Linked DNA regions of Sus scrofa: region 2 is linked to region 1. A link is a contact called in public HiChIP or PLAC-seq data. All regions are on one chromosome and are shown on one strand. The core of a region is the stretch at or near the end of the contact, and the rest is flanking DNA. Distances in the headings are between cores, read along the strand shown.

Region 1 (7,266 bases), core at 189-2,688:
AGGGTTTCGTGAGAGCTTGCATGCAGGCCATGAATAAGACCATTGAGCAACTTTCTTGGGCTATAAATACCTCTGCGGCAAGCTTAAGAATTCAGTGAAATCCAGGGGGCACACGCATCTTTGAGGGGACAGACCCATGTGGAAGAGGGCCAAAGTCAAGACATGCTTTCCCTTGGGCACCATTTTTTTAGACTGCTTGTGGTGGGATTGGCCCGTGTCTCTCTGCCCACACAAACTCTCAGCTCCTAGCAGCTCTTCTGGAACATCTGGGACTTGCAGCAGCTGGGCAAGTGGAGTGGTCCAAAGGAAGAAGGGACTGGTGATGAAGAAGGGCCAGGCTGCCAAAACTCAACTGAGAAGATGGCCAGCATGACCCCCCCTCCTTCTTAAGGGCCGGAGTTCCTTCAGAATGAGCCAGATCCAAACAGGGCCCTCCCCGACCTGTAATGCACAGCTTAGCAGAGGGTCTTAGGGAAAACCGCAGTCCAGGCTGATGCTGCAGGGAAGTCCAGGGATCTTTCAGCCAAAGGGATTGGCTAGGGGTGAGGCTAGGCGGGAGCAGAGCTTGAGCTCATGGTACCAAAGGGACACAGCCTTAAGGACAGCACTTCCAATCACATGATAGCATGACAGGAAACAGTAAATGGAGAAACCAATGAGAAGGCCCAGGACACTTCTTTGGAAAAACCCAAGAAGGCCTTGAGCACCAGCCAGGATTCTACAAGGGCTATTCACATTTGGCTGGAGGCCGGCTCTAGGGAGAAGTCACAATCAAACACTCCCTGGATGTGTCTTCAGAGGAGTGATGCACACTTCTGAGCTCCTCTGGGGCCAAGCGAAGCCCCAAGGTCCCAAGGTCCCCAAGTAAACAGAAGACGGCCTCCCACACTCCTGGCGCTAACACGCAGGAAGCTGCTGGCCTCTGGCCCCTTATTGGCTGGGCCACACCTCTCATGACAGCCTTCTTGGCCTTACAGGCCCTAGTCATCCCAGCTGGGTTAAGAAAAGGTAACAGAGTAAGTGGAGAATTCAGGGCACTGGGCGGAGTTCAAAGATAGACTTCATCAGCGTAAGCAGCACTTTCCTGTTTTTAGGGCATATAATTACAATGTCTGCATTCAGCTTGGGATCCAGCTTCCTAGACTGACTCAGTCCACAGCAGCCCCTCCCTCCCTGTCCTTCTCCAGGACATGGATTGCCTTGAATCATTCTTAAATGTTTCCTGTATATACCACATTCTTTCCATTTTCCTAATCCTACGCTGTGCCTGGAACGAAACTCAGAGGCAAGGAAATAATGGCCCCTTCTTGTCCTCAAGGGGACTTACAGTCCAGTGAAAGAACAGGCATGCAGAGAATAACGTTACTGTGACAGCACAGAGGTGAGAGACCCAAGGCCGGCTTGGCTGGTAGGCTCCACAGGAGGAGAAATGGACCAAGATGTTACCCAGGCGACAGTAGGTGTGACTTGATACCTCACACCAGAAGTAGAAGCCAGGTGGAGAGTCACTGTGGAAAAGCACCTGGAAATCTAAAACCAGGGGAGCCTGAGTGGCCAGAAATGGAAAACTCAAGTGGGGGCGGCAGGGGCTGGTGTTGGTGGGGGGGTACACAAAGCAGAAATCAGGAAGCAGAGAGCTGAGACCAGTGAAGCGGAAGCTGGGGCTCTTGCCTAAAATTGCTACTACTCACAGCTTGGGGGGGGCGGGGGTGAGGCCAGGACTAAGCTTGTAGATGGGTCAGCTAGACTGCAAAGATCAGGGGCAGGATGACAAGAGATAGCAGATTTAGGAGATGATTAGGAGGCAACTGATTATGAGGCAGGAAGGAGAAGGAAGCATCTAAAATAATCCTGAGGTTCTAGCCTGGAGGCGGCCTGGCAAGGCGCCTGGTAACATAAACCAGCAGACTAGGGGAGGGGCAGGCTGGAGAAGGAAGGGGCTGGTCCCTCTGGGGCAAGTTGAGTGTCAAGGTTTTCACGGGGTGACCCAATAGACTGGTTAGGGAGTCACTGGAAATACAGCCTCTGTACCCCAGGATCCGGATCAAGACTGGAGACTGCATCTGGGGGTCATCCGCCAGGAGTGTAGACGGTCACCACAGAAGGTGATTGGCAGGTCCCAAGGCCAAAACATAGGGATCCTGCATGTCCCAAGAGCGGCTCTGAGTATGAGAGAGCCATGTATTGGGGAGGCGGGGTGGGTGCAGACGCTGAATCTCAGAGGCAGGGAAACAGGTGGAGGAGGGGACCTTGAGGCCATGAAGGTACCCTTCTTCAAAAACGAGCTTGATGGTGAAGGGAAGGCATGACATGGAGCAGTCATTTGAGAGGGGTTTTTTAGAGCAGGATGTCCTTGGCATGTTCCAAGGACATGGGAAAGGAGCCAACAAGTAGACAGCATTGAAAGTTCAAAATAGTGGAAATGATGGCAGGGAGCAGGAGGTCTGGGGGAGGGGCTGGCGAGGGGTCAGGTGGCAGAGCATCCTTTAAAGGGCCGCAACCCTTCATTTTCAGAGGCTGAGGGAGGGCTTGCAGGATGGATGAGAAGCTGGGCAAGGTGGTAGTGCCATCAAGCAATAAACACACCACTGCTCCTAGGACCGTGTGTGTGTGTGTGTGTGTGTGTGTGTGAGAGGGGCGTGAGAGAGAGAGAAAGAGAGATCTCAGATTATCAAGGCAAGGAGTTCCCACTGTGGCACAGTGGGTTAAAGGATCCAACATTGCTGAAGCTGTAGCGTAAGTTGCAGCTGCAGCTCAGATTCAGTCCCTGGCCTGGGAACTTCCATATACTGAGACGTGACCATAAAAACAACAAAAAAGATTATCCAAGCAAGTCTTTACAAAGCGCTGAGTACCAGTCACTCTTCATCTCTTGAGAGCTGGGCTGTGCCTTTAAAGGTTATTTGTATTGACCTGGCACACTTTGCCAGAGTGAATTTAATAGGAATAAGATGAGGAGAAGAACTCAACTTACAGTTGAAAAATAATAATTACTCAGTGAAAAGAAAGGATATTAAAAGAAAGAAAGCGTTTCCTCTCTTTTAAGTTGCTATCTTGTTTATATGCCTTTTTTTTAATTATAGTTTATTTACTGGAGTTCTCCTGTGACACAGAGGGCTAGGGAACTGCATTTGTCACTTTGGTGGCTTGGGTCACTGCTGTAGCACAGGTTCGATTCCTGGCCTGTGAACATCCACATGCTGTAGGCACAGCCAAAAAATATAGTCAATTTACAATGTTGTGTTAGTTTCAGTATATGGCAAAGGAATTCAGTTACATATTCTTTTTCACTTTCTCTTCCATTATGGTTGATAACAGGATACTGAATCTAGTTCCCTGTGCTATACAATAAGACCTTCTTGTTTATTTATTTTATATGTAGTAAAAGAACCCCAAACTCCAAATCTAGCTCTCTCCCCCATCACACACACCTTTCCCTTTGTAACCATAAGTTTGTCTTCTATGTCTGTGAGTTTGTTTCTGTTTTGTAGATAGGTTAATTTGTGTCATATTTTTATTTTTTATTTTTTATTTTTTTGTCTTTTTGTCTTTTGTTGTTGTTGTTGTTGCTATTTCTTGGGCCGCTCCCGCAGCATATGGAGATTCCCAGGCTAGGGGTCGAATCGGAGCTGTAGCCACCGGCCTACGCCAGAGGCACAGCAACGCAGGATCCGAGCCGCGTCTGCAACCTACACCACAGCTCATGGCAACGCCGGATCGTTAACCCACTGAGCAAGGGCAGGGACCGAACCCGCAACCTCGTGGTTCCTAGTCGGATTCGTTAACCACTGCGCCACGACGGGAACTCCATATTTTTATTTTTTAAGTTTCATTGAAGTATAGTTAATTTACAAGGCTGTGATCATTTCTGCTGTACCGCAAAGTAACCCAGTCATGCATATATACATATCCATTCTCTCTCGGATTCTTTTCCCACATAGGCTGTCACAGAATACTTGGTCCATTGGCTCTACTGGGTAGAGTTCTCTTTGCTGTACAGCAGGTCCCTGTTGGCCAGTCATTCCATACATCTCCGTGTGCAGATGCCAGTCCCAAACCCCCAGTCCATCCCTCCCCCTGACCTGTCCCCTTTGGTAACCATAAGTTTTTCAAAGTTTATGAGTCTGTTCTGCAAATAAGTTCATTTGTGTCCTTTTTTTTTTTTTTTTTTTGGCTTTGTTTTTAGGGCTGTACCTTCAGCATATTGAAGTTCCCAGGCTAGGGGTCAAAGTGGAGCTGCAGCTGCCAGCCTACACCACAGCTCATGGCAATGTTAGATTCTTAACCCACTTAGCAAGGCCAGGGATCAAACCCGCACCCTCATGGATTCTAGTCGGGTTCTTAATCCATTGAGCCACCGTGGGAACTCCCATCCGTATCTTTTAGATACAAATTTTAGATTCCACATATAAGTGATATCATATAGTCTCTCTGTCTTTCTTTTTCTGATTTACTTCACTTAGTACGATAATCTCTAGGTCCCTCCATGTTGCTGCAAATAGCATTATTTCACTCTTTTATGATTGAGTGATATTCCATTTTATATATATGTACCACATCTTCTTTATCCATTCCTCTATTGATGGACATTCAGGTTGCTTCCATGTCTTGGCTATTGTACATAGGACTGCAGTGAACATTGAGGTGCGTGTATCTTTTCAAATTTTAGTTTTCTTTGGATAGGTGCCCAGGAGAGGAATTGCTGGATCATACAGCATTAAGTTACTATCTTGTTTAGAGTTTAGAGTCAGGCTGAGCTGGGTGGACCTAAGGTGTCAGTTTGGCCCATTGGCTCTTTTAGCTTCCCTCCATGTCTCTTTATTAGTCTTGTTAGGGCACACAGTATACTTCCCATAAACATTCAGCTAAAGTGAGTCTGTGAGCTTTCGCCAGCTAAGCAAAGAGCAGGGTGTTGTTTGGCTTCATCCCGTGGCTTTGGCTCGATATTTAACACAGATCTGCTAGGAAGTTTCCTCTTTGTAGCCACCTGGGCTCAGCTTTTCCCTTCCTGCCCACTCACAACATTTAAAATGCACCTCTTCATTGTTTGCACCTGATTATAGTCCATTTCGCACCTTAATAGTGCTTATAGCTTCCCGTCTCATAGTGTAGTCATTGATGTTCATTCTTATCTTATCTCCTTTACACATTAAACCCAAGTTCCTGGAGAACAAGGTCCATAACTGATTCATCTTTATGTTCCTATCACAGCAACTGGATTAGACACTGAATGCGTATTTGTTCTTGGAGGAGTAAATGGTCCACTGTCTCATGTGTTCATGCTTTTCTGGACTTGGCTTTCTCACTTACAGGATGAGGCAGCTGAATTAGATTCTGTAAGGTCCTCCCCACTCAAACTTTCAAGTATTTAATGGGTCTTGGTCCCTTCCTGACCATGCACATTAGAGAATCATTCCTAGGAGTGAACCACTGTTTTAGCCCTGAGCTAAGACATAGTAGATTTAGAATTTAAAATCTATTGAGAGAGACAGAAATAACCCATATGAAAATAGCCCAAAAGATGAGAATTGCTTATGTTGAAGTCTGAATTGTGTGCCAAACCCTGGAGATGAGAAAACAAACAGATAATCAACGCCGGGGTCCAGATGTGGGCAGTGTCACTTTAGAAATTCTCTGCTGTCACTCAATACACCAATATGGCAGATGGCACTTTCAGTTGTGTTGGTCCTTATCTGATCATCCTTTAGAAAAGGAATCGGAAGTGGAATCAGTGACCTAATTCAACAGAGAGCAGAAATAGGGCTGGGACTGTTGTGTTTGAATGAAGGGTTGCCAAAGGGCTGGTCTGCAGAGGGTCTGGATACACAGTTGGGTGTCAGTAGGCCATGAAGAGCCTGAGTTGCGAGAGAACCCTGGGCCCTCAAGGGAGAGAGCATATACAGAGTCAGATGAGGGGGAGAAAAGGGAAGAGGATGCCTCCGAGGGCTGGCATCATTCATTCCACTCTTGTGTCTAGGGCTGACTGGCTCCTCTACGGAGAAGGCATCAACAAAGCTGGAACAGAACAGAGAATTCACCTTAGGATGTGGAGCCTAGAAGTGGGGGTGACCCGCTGGACACAACATGTGAGTACTTCCTGTGTGGCTGGTCAGTGGAATGGATGTACAGGGGGTGGGGCATAGGGTTCCACCTCCCAAAAGTGGACCTGAGTGAACCCCCAGGAAATCATTAGGGGACAGTGTGGTGTCATTGCTGACCCCGTGCCTTCTGGATCCTGGAACATTGAGAGTAAATCTGCTTTCCTGTCAGTGTGACAGCATTATATCCGACCCAGCCCCCTTCGGCACCTTGGCGAGAGACTGAACTGTTGGCACCTCCATGAAAGTGCCCTATGAGGGTATGCGTGAGGGCAGGGGCTTCTGGTTTCCAAGAAGACCTTCTCTGGGGCTTTAGCTCTTCATGAACAGGAGGCACTCATTTCATTGTCTCCCAATCTTGGAGCATGTGTGCAAAGGGCATGAGGCTGTTCTCAGGTTGTACAGAGCTTAAACATGGTGCTCGTTAGGCCTGGTCATGGGAAAGAGGCCTGGGGGCCAGTTCTTCACACCATGAGACCTCCTCAGAGGCTGAGCTGAGCCTGTGATCCTGACCCCCCAGCACGCCATCTCTGTTTGGGGGAAAACTTCTGTCTCTTCTGTCTTATGTGGGTTTTTTGTTTGGTTGTTTGTTTTGCTTTTTAGGACCGCATGTGCAGCATAGGGAAGTTTCCAGGCTAGGGGTTGAATCGGAGCTGCAGCTGCCGGCCTATACCGCAGCCACAGGAACGCCCAATCCAGGCTATGTCTGTGACCTACACCACAGCTCATGGCGATGCTGGATCCTTAACCCACTGAGGAAGGCCAGGGATCAAACCTGCATCCTCATGGATACTAGTCAGGCTCGTTACCCCTGAGCCACAATGGGAACTTCCTTGTTTGTCTGTTTTAATCACCCGTTTGGAGTGTCCTCCTGATTCCTGGCCACCTTCGCTTTGCTGGCAAGGATTCACCGGAAACAATGCAGAAGGAGGGAACAAACTCCACGAAACCAGGACTTCCTACCAGAGCTGGGCTGTGGGTTGGTGGAAGGCATGGAGGCCCTGTACTGGCCCCATGGGCTGCCCTGGCTTTGAAGAAGGGGCATCAGAGGTGAGGAACTCCAGAGGCGAGGCAGGAGCTGTCCCAGGCCCAGTCTGTCCCCTCAGCTCTGCTCAGGGTGGTTACAGCTGCCTTCAGTCACTTGCAACATCCAGGAAGTGCCCCGGAC
Region 2 (7,077 bases), core at 374-2,873, 150 kb before region 1:
CCCTCCTCTCCTGAGTTGAACTTCATCCTTATGCTCAGAACCAGGCTGCCCACAGTCTCAGTGGTCCTCGAGCATCACACTCCACTGGAAAGCGCACTGACCGCACAAAGAAGACCAGCTTCTGCCCCACCTGGCCCTTCCCCTGAAGGAGAGCAGGCAGCTATGCTGAGATAGGCTCAGGCCAGGGAGAGAGACCTATTCTCCTCCTAGGCCTGACACCAACTTGGCCACACCAGCAAACTCATTCAGCTTCTCTGGGCCTCGGATTTCTCATTCTTAAAACAAATGATGATCTTGGGTTTCACTAAGTCTCTAAAAATTCTTTTCAGTTCTAAAACCCAGGGATTCTACACCTCTCCCCTTCTGGGCAGCCCCAATTCCCTTCTCCTCCGGTGAACCAGCGGGGACCTTCTTCAGTGGGGATGATGGCGGGGCTCCCAGGAGGCCGGACACCAAGGGAACAGGAACGGCAGGACAGAAGGGGGATTGTTCCGTCAGCTGGCAGAGGAGGAAGCAGAGCTCTTAGCAGCCCCCGCCCAGAGGCAGAGCCCGGGGCAGCAGACTCTCAGTGCTCTTGGCGTATTTCCGCCGGAAAAAACCCGCGACCCCCCACCAGCTGGTGGTGAAAGGCGCCCCTCTGCATTGGGTCTGATGCTCAGGCAGGCAGAAGTGGCTTCCCCCCCAAATCCTCCCTCAAAGTCACTTGCGATTAATTTAATTTCATAACCTACCTCCCACCCTACCCCCCAACCCCACACCAAATGACTTCTCTCCAAATTTACGATGTTCGAACTATTGACGGAGATTAACTGCTATAGCAACTGCACAACAGTCTGGAAGGTTATTGTGCAGTGGGAAGTCACTCAACTTCAAGGAGCTATGTTTACTTTCGGAAAGAGAAGGAAGGGATGTTAGCTTTGGCTATGGGACTCTTCAAAGTAAAAGATTTCAAGATGAAAGTGGAGATCAAGTTACCAGAACAGCAAATAAAGACCTCGGGAAAATGAGGAAATAGCTATCACGTGGGTAACGGGTGACAAATCTTTCTTATCTGTGGCTGGGGGTAAGGAGGGAACAACACTCAAGGTCACTGCCCACGTGTTCTTCCGTCTCACCCGCAGACTTTCTCAGAGCAAGGTCAGAGGGCGAATCATACATGGGGGCAAATTCCAGCCGGGTCTTTCAACCAGCCACTGTGCCCTGTGAAATGTCACACTGGAACAGGATAATTGGATGGTTTGGAGAAGCTGCAGAGGGAATCAGGGCTTTTCCCAAAGAAGATAAAAGCAGAGAAGCAGCGCCCAGCCTGAAACCAGCTGCCCCGTTTGTTCAAAAAACAGGTCTTCTAACACCGAGAAGCAGAAATCGAAACCTCTTTAAATCCCCTAGAATGTTTCGAACAAAACACCTATTTCATGAAAGAAATTGCATTTTAAAAGATCACGCCAACAGAATGTCCCAGCTGCTTGGTCACCTAAGTGTTTTTGGAAAAGGAAAAGAGCTATTCAGCATTAAAGATTCAGGAATGTCTGTTGACATATTAAGGAAACAACCTCAGGGGACAGCTGACAAGGCTCCAAGAAGCATTACCAAGGGAACGGTGACGCAAACGTGTTCCGTTTTTACAGGCTGGCGCTCCGCCAGGCTCCCTCGCCTGACGGCTGATGTCATGCTAATCCCTATCTGGGTTAGCGTCGCTTGGATATCAACTCAAGCGGCACAGTCAGCTGCAATCAATAGCAGGCTCCTTTTATAGAAGATAGTAAAGGAAAAAATACGTATACACAGAAAGAGAACTCCGGATTCCAGTGTGCTCAAACCTATACATTGTGCCAAAAATGGGGAAGGAAAAGAAATGAAGGTCCAATACAAATCTGGCAGTTCCTGTTGTGGCTCGGTGGAACCGAATCTGACTAGCATCCATGAGGACACATGTTCGATCCCTGGCCTCGCTCAGTGGGTTAAGGATCCGGCATTGCCATGAGCTGTGGTGTAGGTTGCAGATGCGGCTCCGATCTGGGGTTGCTGTGGCTGTGGTGTAGGCCGGCAGCTACAGCTCAGATTAGACCCCTGGCCTGGGGACCTCCATGTGCTGCAAGTGCAGCCCCAAACAAACAAACAAAAAACAAATCTAAGCCACACCTGACATAGTCAGGGTCTTTTCTGTAGAGTAAGTCCTATTGTTGATGAAAGATACTACTATTTCATGATATTAGTTTTTTGTGTGTTTTTTTAGCATAACTAAGATGTGCCTAATTCCCAGTTGAGCTAAATGAGGATGGAAGAAAACAGAAGACATTAGGTGGGAATGTGAAAATAATGATTTTTTTCATTATTGAACAAATGGGCTGATTCCTTTTAAACCTATGCGTGAAATATTGCTTTTCAAAAATTTCTGTCTTCAAGACCACTGCTTTTCAATTATTTTAGAATAAATAAGGAGAAGAAGAATTATGCAAATTTTCATCAGGCTTGGATTGAATGCGTATGTCAAGTGTCCTCCGTAATGCGCTGTGGGGCCACTTTGCATTTTCTTCCTCAAGCATGGCAATTTTAACTGTCCAAGAGTGATAAAGAAGAACCCATTTTAAAAACTCACTTCAATTATGCATATTCTCTTTCTTTACTAGGTTATACTCCGAGGGAAGGGAACTCTGTCGTCTTTCAGAGCAGACCAACAACAAAAGCATTTTTGATTCCCAGATTTTCAGAGTATAAATAATAACGATCATAAAATTGGGTTGGGAGTGAGAGGGAAGGATGAACACCAGTGGAGATAGTGGCGTTATTTTTTGTTTGAGTTTATTTTAAAGCTTTGTTGAAGTAGAGTGGATTTACAAGTTTGTGATCATTTCTGCTGTACAGCAAAGTGATTCAGTGATACATGTACACCCCTCCATTCTCTTTCAGATACTTTCCCCACATAGACGATCACAGTGTATTGGTTAGAGTTCTCTGTGCTATACAGCAGGTCCTCGTTGGCCAATCATTCCATATACCACAGGGTGCCTATGCCAATCCCAAATCCCCAGTCCACCCCTTCCTCCCCTCCCCTGTCTGCTTTGATAACCACTGTTCGTTGCAGCACTAGCCACAATCGCCAAGACATGGAAGCAACCTAAATGTCCAGTGACAGAGGAATGGATAAAGAAGATGTGGTGCATATATGCACTGGGATCTTCCTCAGCCATAGAAAGAATGAAGTAATGCATTTCAGCAACAAGGCTGAACCTAGAGATTATCATGCTAAGTGAAGTTAGTCAGACCATGCAAGACAAACATCATATGATATTGTTTATAGGTGGAACCTTAAGGAAGGATACCAATGAACTTATTTGCAGAACAGAAACAGACTCACGGGCTTTGAAAAACTTGCAGTAAGCAGAATTACTTTTAATAATAACGAGAAGGGATAATGACGATGACATAGCACATTGGATGCATGAATAAATGAAGTCCATAAAGCTGTCAGTGAGGTGATAAAAATGACACATTATTCATCTCTTACATGTTTGTAACACTTTCCTTCTAAGGTAGTGGGTTTGTTTTTTTTCCCCCCACCCTAAGGGATGTTTAAGCTTTGGGGAGTCTATAGACCGTATGAACTTATATGAAAAGTTGGTAGGTATATACCTATTTTTCTGGGAGGTAGGTTCTCACCTTTCATTGAATGCTCAAAAGGATCCAAAGGCCCCTCAATGTTTAAAACTGATGAATTCTCAGGAGTTAAAAATCCTTCAGAAGTTTGATCTCAATTATCCTTCACCTCCCAGTGTGATAATTTATTTACAGGTAGAGAAAGTAAGAAATGGAGAGGCTAAGTTGCTTGCCCAATGTCAGTGAAGCAGCCCGGTCTATTATTATCTGTGACACCAGATCAGATGGCCCCCTTAAATGAGCTTCTGTGGCATGTTCATTGGTCAAGAATGTTCCTGCTGAGCACTACTTACAAGGGAGGGACCAGAGGAAGCTTAGAATGCCTGCTGATGAGGTCAGTGTCAACTCAACTGATGTAACCCCCCCCATGATCTTCCATGCCCGCCCACTCTTCCTTCCCCCTTACCCACAACCCCACTGCCCAAAGTCTCCTTTCAGCCAGGCCAAGGCTAAGCAGAAGATTCAACTGCGGTATGTCAACCTTTTAAGTCTCCCACAAGAATGTAATTTTAGTATCACCTTTCTCTGATAAAGGCAACGTTTTCTTCAGAATCTTGAAACACTTTACATTGAACAGAAAGGATACAGGACAGGAAGCTAGGGCTCGCAGGTAAGAGGGAAGTTCCCATCACTGTAGCATGCAAATGTAGTTCTCCAACGCACAGCCTGGTCTGTTCTATGTTGACCTACACCAGCTCAGCCTAGGAATGGAATCCCTCATTCTCTGAGTCCAATTCCTCCTGCCTAGGGAGAGAGGCCAGACATGGATGGACCAGGAAAACCATTCAAGCCACCAGTAGGGAGCTGGGAAAAGAGTGCACTGAAAGTGGGGATTTTAATATTAATATTAAAAATTTTGATATTTAATGTCATTTACCATTATAAAAGGATATTTCCTTATCATACAATAGCTGAGAAAAAAACAAAAGGAAAAAGAAGAGGAAGGAAAAAGGATCTTGTAAACCCATCTCTCCCAGCTATGATCCTAAATGCAAAAATATCCTGGTTATTAGGGCTGCTGGCCCCTCCTCTTGCTGACTGTGACCTTGAAGTCACAAACTCTTGGTTCCTTTGGGAGGAAAATGCAGAGATGATAAAGCCTTCCACGCATGCCTCCCACAGTTGTTACACGGCTCAAATAAGATTATGGATTTGACAATGAGATATTTATTAAGTATCTTTATTATCGATATTAGAAATTCACACTGTCATTCTTAGAGGTTGCTTTGCCACCACTGGAGTCACAGCTACGAAAACTATTGCCTTAAAAACACTGCTTCTCATGCTAATTCCTTGCTCGAGAATTTACCTTGGGTCACTTTGGCCTGTTATTCAAATCCAAGAGTGACCTATCAGAATGTTTTCAATCTTTAACACCAATTCAAATCTTTTTTTCTTTTTCTTTTTAAATGGCTTACACCTGCGGCATATGGACATTCCTGGGCCAAGGCTCGAACTTGAGCTTCCACAGTCACTTGAGCCACTGCAGTCGGATTCTTAGCCCACAGCACCACAGGGAGAACTCCATCCAGATAAATCTTAACATCACTGGCCCACAAATTATTTTATATTCTGAAACTTTCCATACACTTTCCCTCATATATGACATTTTAGCCCACCTTAAAATGCAGATCATTGTTAATGCTTCATTTAATATCATTTCCATCAAAAGAAGTCAGGCTGAGGGAAATGGGGTTGCCTACTCAGAGCCAGTTTTATACATGGTAATTACATGACATGTCACTTACATTTACATCCATCTTGGGATTTTTTTTTTCTTTTCCAAACTTTCATTTTCATTCTCTACACCCTTTTCTAAAATGCTTAAAAAATAGATTTTACAAAACATGGGATATGAATGTCGTTTGTTGTGTATGAATTTGCTAAGAAATAGGGTATACCACAGCTGTTATTTTTTTCCACGAATACCACTCAATCTGTCATGCATTTACTATGTTTTATAAATATGTGACATATTTGGAAATATATTGTTCACATATCTCACATGTTTTCCATTCAAGACATGCTAAAAATATAGTATCGGTTTGTCAACATGGCTTTCGAAGGCGAGGAAATCTCTTCATTGGAAAATTCCAAGAAAGTTCAGAGTCCAGAGCAGGCGGTTATTCCAGGAGATCTCACTTCCTCTTTTTTCTTGGCCACATTCACGTATAAGTCTGTGCCTGTGTCTTGTAGAAGCTGTGCTTTTAAGCATCTTGGATAGAAAAATATCTGAAATGTATACCTTAAAAGCAAGGTGGTTTAGGAATTCCCATTGTGGCGCAGTGGTTAACAAATCTGACTAGGAACCATGAGGTTTCAGGTTCGATCCCTTTCTCAGCGGGTTAGGGATCCGGCGTTGCTGTGAGCTGCGGTGTAGGTTGCAGGCATGGCTGGGCTCTGGTGTAGGCCGGTGGCTACAGCTCTCATTAGACTCCGAGCCTGGAAACCTCCATATGCCGGAGAGTGGCCCAAGAAATGGCAAAAAGACAAAAAAAAAAAAAAAGCAAGGTGGTTTATGCAAACTGCTTCACGTCCTAGACTGCGGGTTCAACTTGATACACAAGAGAACACAAAAGAAGTAACAGTCTGGGGCCCCTCGTGTTCTTCCCGAGCTTCACAGAGAGACAGTGCTCCTGGGACGTTTCCATTAACTGAATGCAACTGAATGCTCTGAGGTGTGCCAGCCATCAATGAAGCTGGCTCCCAGAACATTAAAAATGCTTGGATTTTTCCATGTAAACGACCACAGCCCTGGATGGAAGTTAAGCCGCATAGCTTCCTGGAGAGTTTAGGACCCCGACATGGACTTGAGTGTCTATAACGCTTGGCTTGGGGGAGCTAAGGGGACGGTGGGAGATGAAAAGGGTAGAATCGAAATGTCACTTCTTTAAAAAAACAAAAACAATGGAGCATGATAATGTGAGAAAATAGATGTGTAACTGGGTCATTATGCTGTACAGTAGAAAACAAAATTGTATTGGGGAAATACCTATGAAAAAAAAAACAGAAAATAAAAAATAAAACAAATAAAAAAACCCAAAAACAAATGTACTTGTCCTTTCTCTGTCCAAAGAATGAGGCCATGGTTCAATAAGGAAAATGACAGTTTTTTTTCTTTTTTAAAAACTATATGAGATGGTGGATGTGAACTAAATTTACATGGTAATCATTTTGCACTATGTGTTAAGTCATCATTATGCATACATTTTGATTTTTTTTTTCTTTTTATGGCTGTATTCTTGGCATATGGAAGATTCCAGGCTAGGGGTGGAAATGGAACTGTAGCTGCAGGCCTACAGCACAGTCATGGCAACACCAGATTTGAGCTGTATCTTGGACCTACCCCACAGCTTGATGCAACGCAGCATCCTTAACTCACTTAGTGAGGTCAGGGATTGAACCTGTATTCTCACAGAG

What was found. HiChIP or PLAC-seq counts read pairs in DNA pulled down with a chosen protein or histone mark.
Region 2: an H3K27ac HiChIP or PLAC-seq map of alveolar macrophages shows a contact between it and region 1. The contact joins two enhancer-like sites. A contact is called at or near these places in 2 of 47 Hi-C or Micro-C datasets (mesenteric adipose tissue and retroperitoneal adipose tissue) and 2 of 2 datasets of contacts at active chromatin or transcription factors (alveolar macrophages and skeletal muscle).

The regions. Positions count from the first base shown.
Region 1 is chr14:56,469,738-56,477,003 of Sscrofa11.1, reverse strand. LOC102158473 (a long non-coding RNA gene) reads left to right here. Exons shown (of 7, transcript XR_002338950.1): 6 at 5,978-6,086. Among named protein-coding and RNA genes, the nearest start is that of IRF2BP2, 72 kb to the left of the region's middle. Within about 2 kb of position 1,438, at least 27 of the 83 cell types and tissues checked have an H3K27ac peak or open chromatin away from gene starts, as enhancers often do. A contact at or near this core is called in alveolar macrophages, mesenteric adipose tissue, retroperitoneal adipose tissue and 1 more, where this site is marked.
Region 2 is chr14:56,618,052-56,625,128 of Sscrofa11.1, reverse strand. No RefSeq gene overlaps it. Among named protein-coding and RNA genes, the nearest start is that of TARBP1, 48 kb to the left of the region's middle. Within about 2 kb of position 1,623, at least 70 of the 83 cell types and tissues checked have an H3K27ac peak or open chromatin away from gene starts, as enhancers often do. A contact at or near this core is called in alveolar macrophages, mesenteric adipose tissue, retroperitoneal adipose tissue and 1 more, where this site is marked.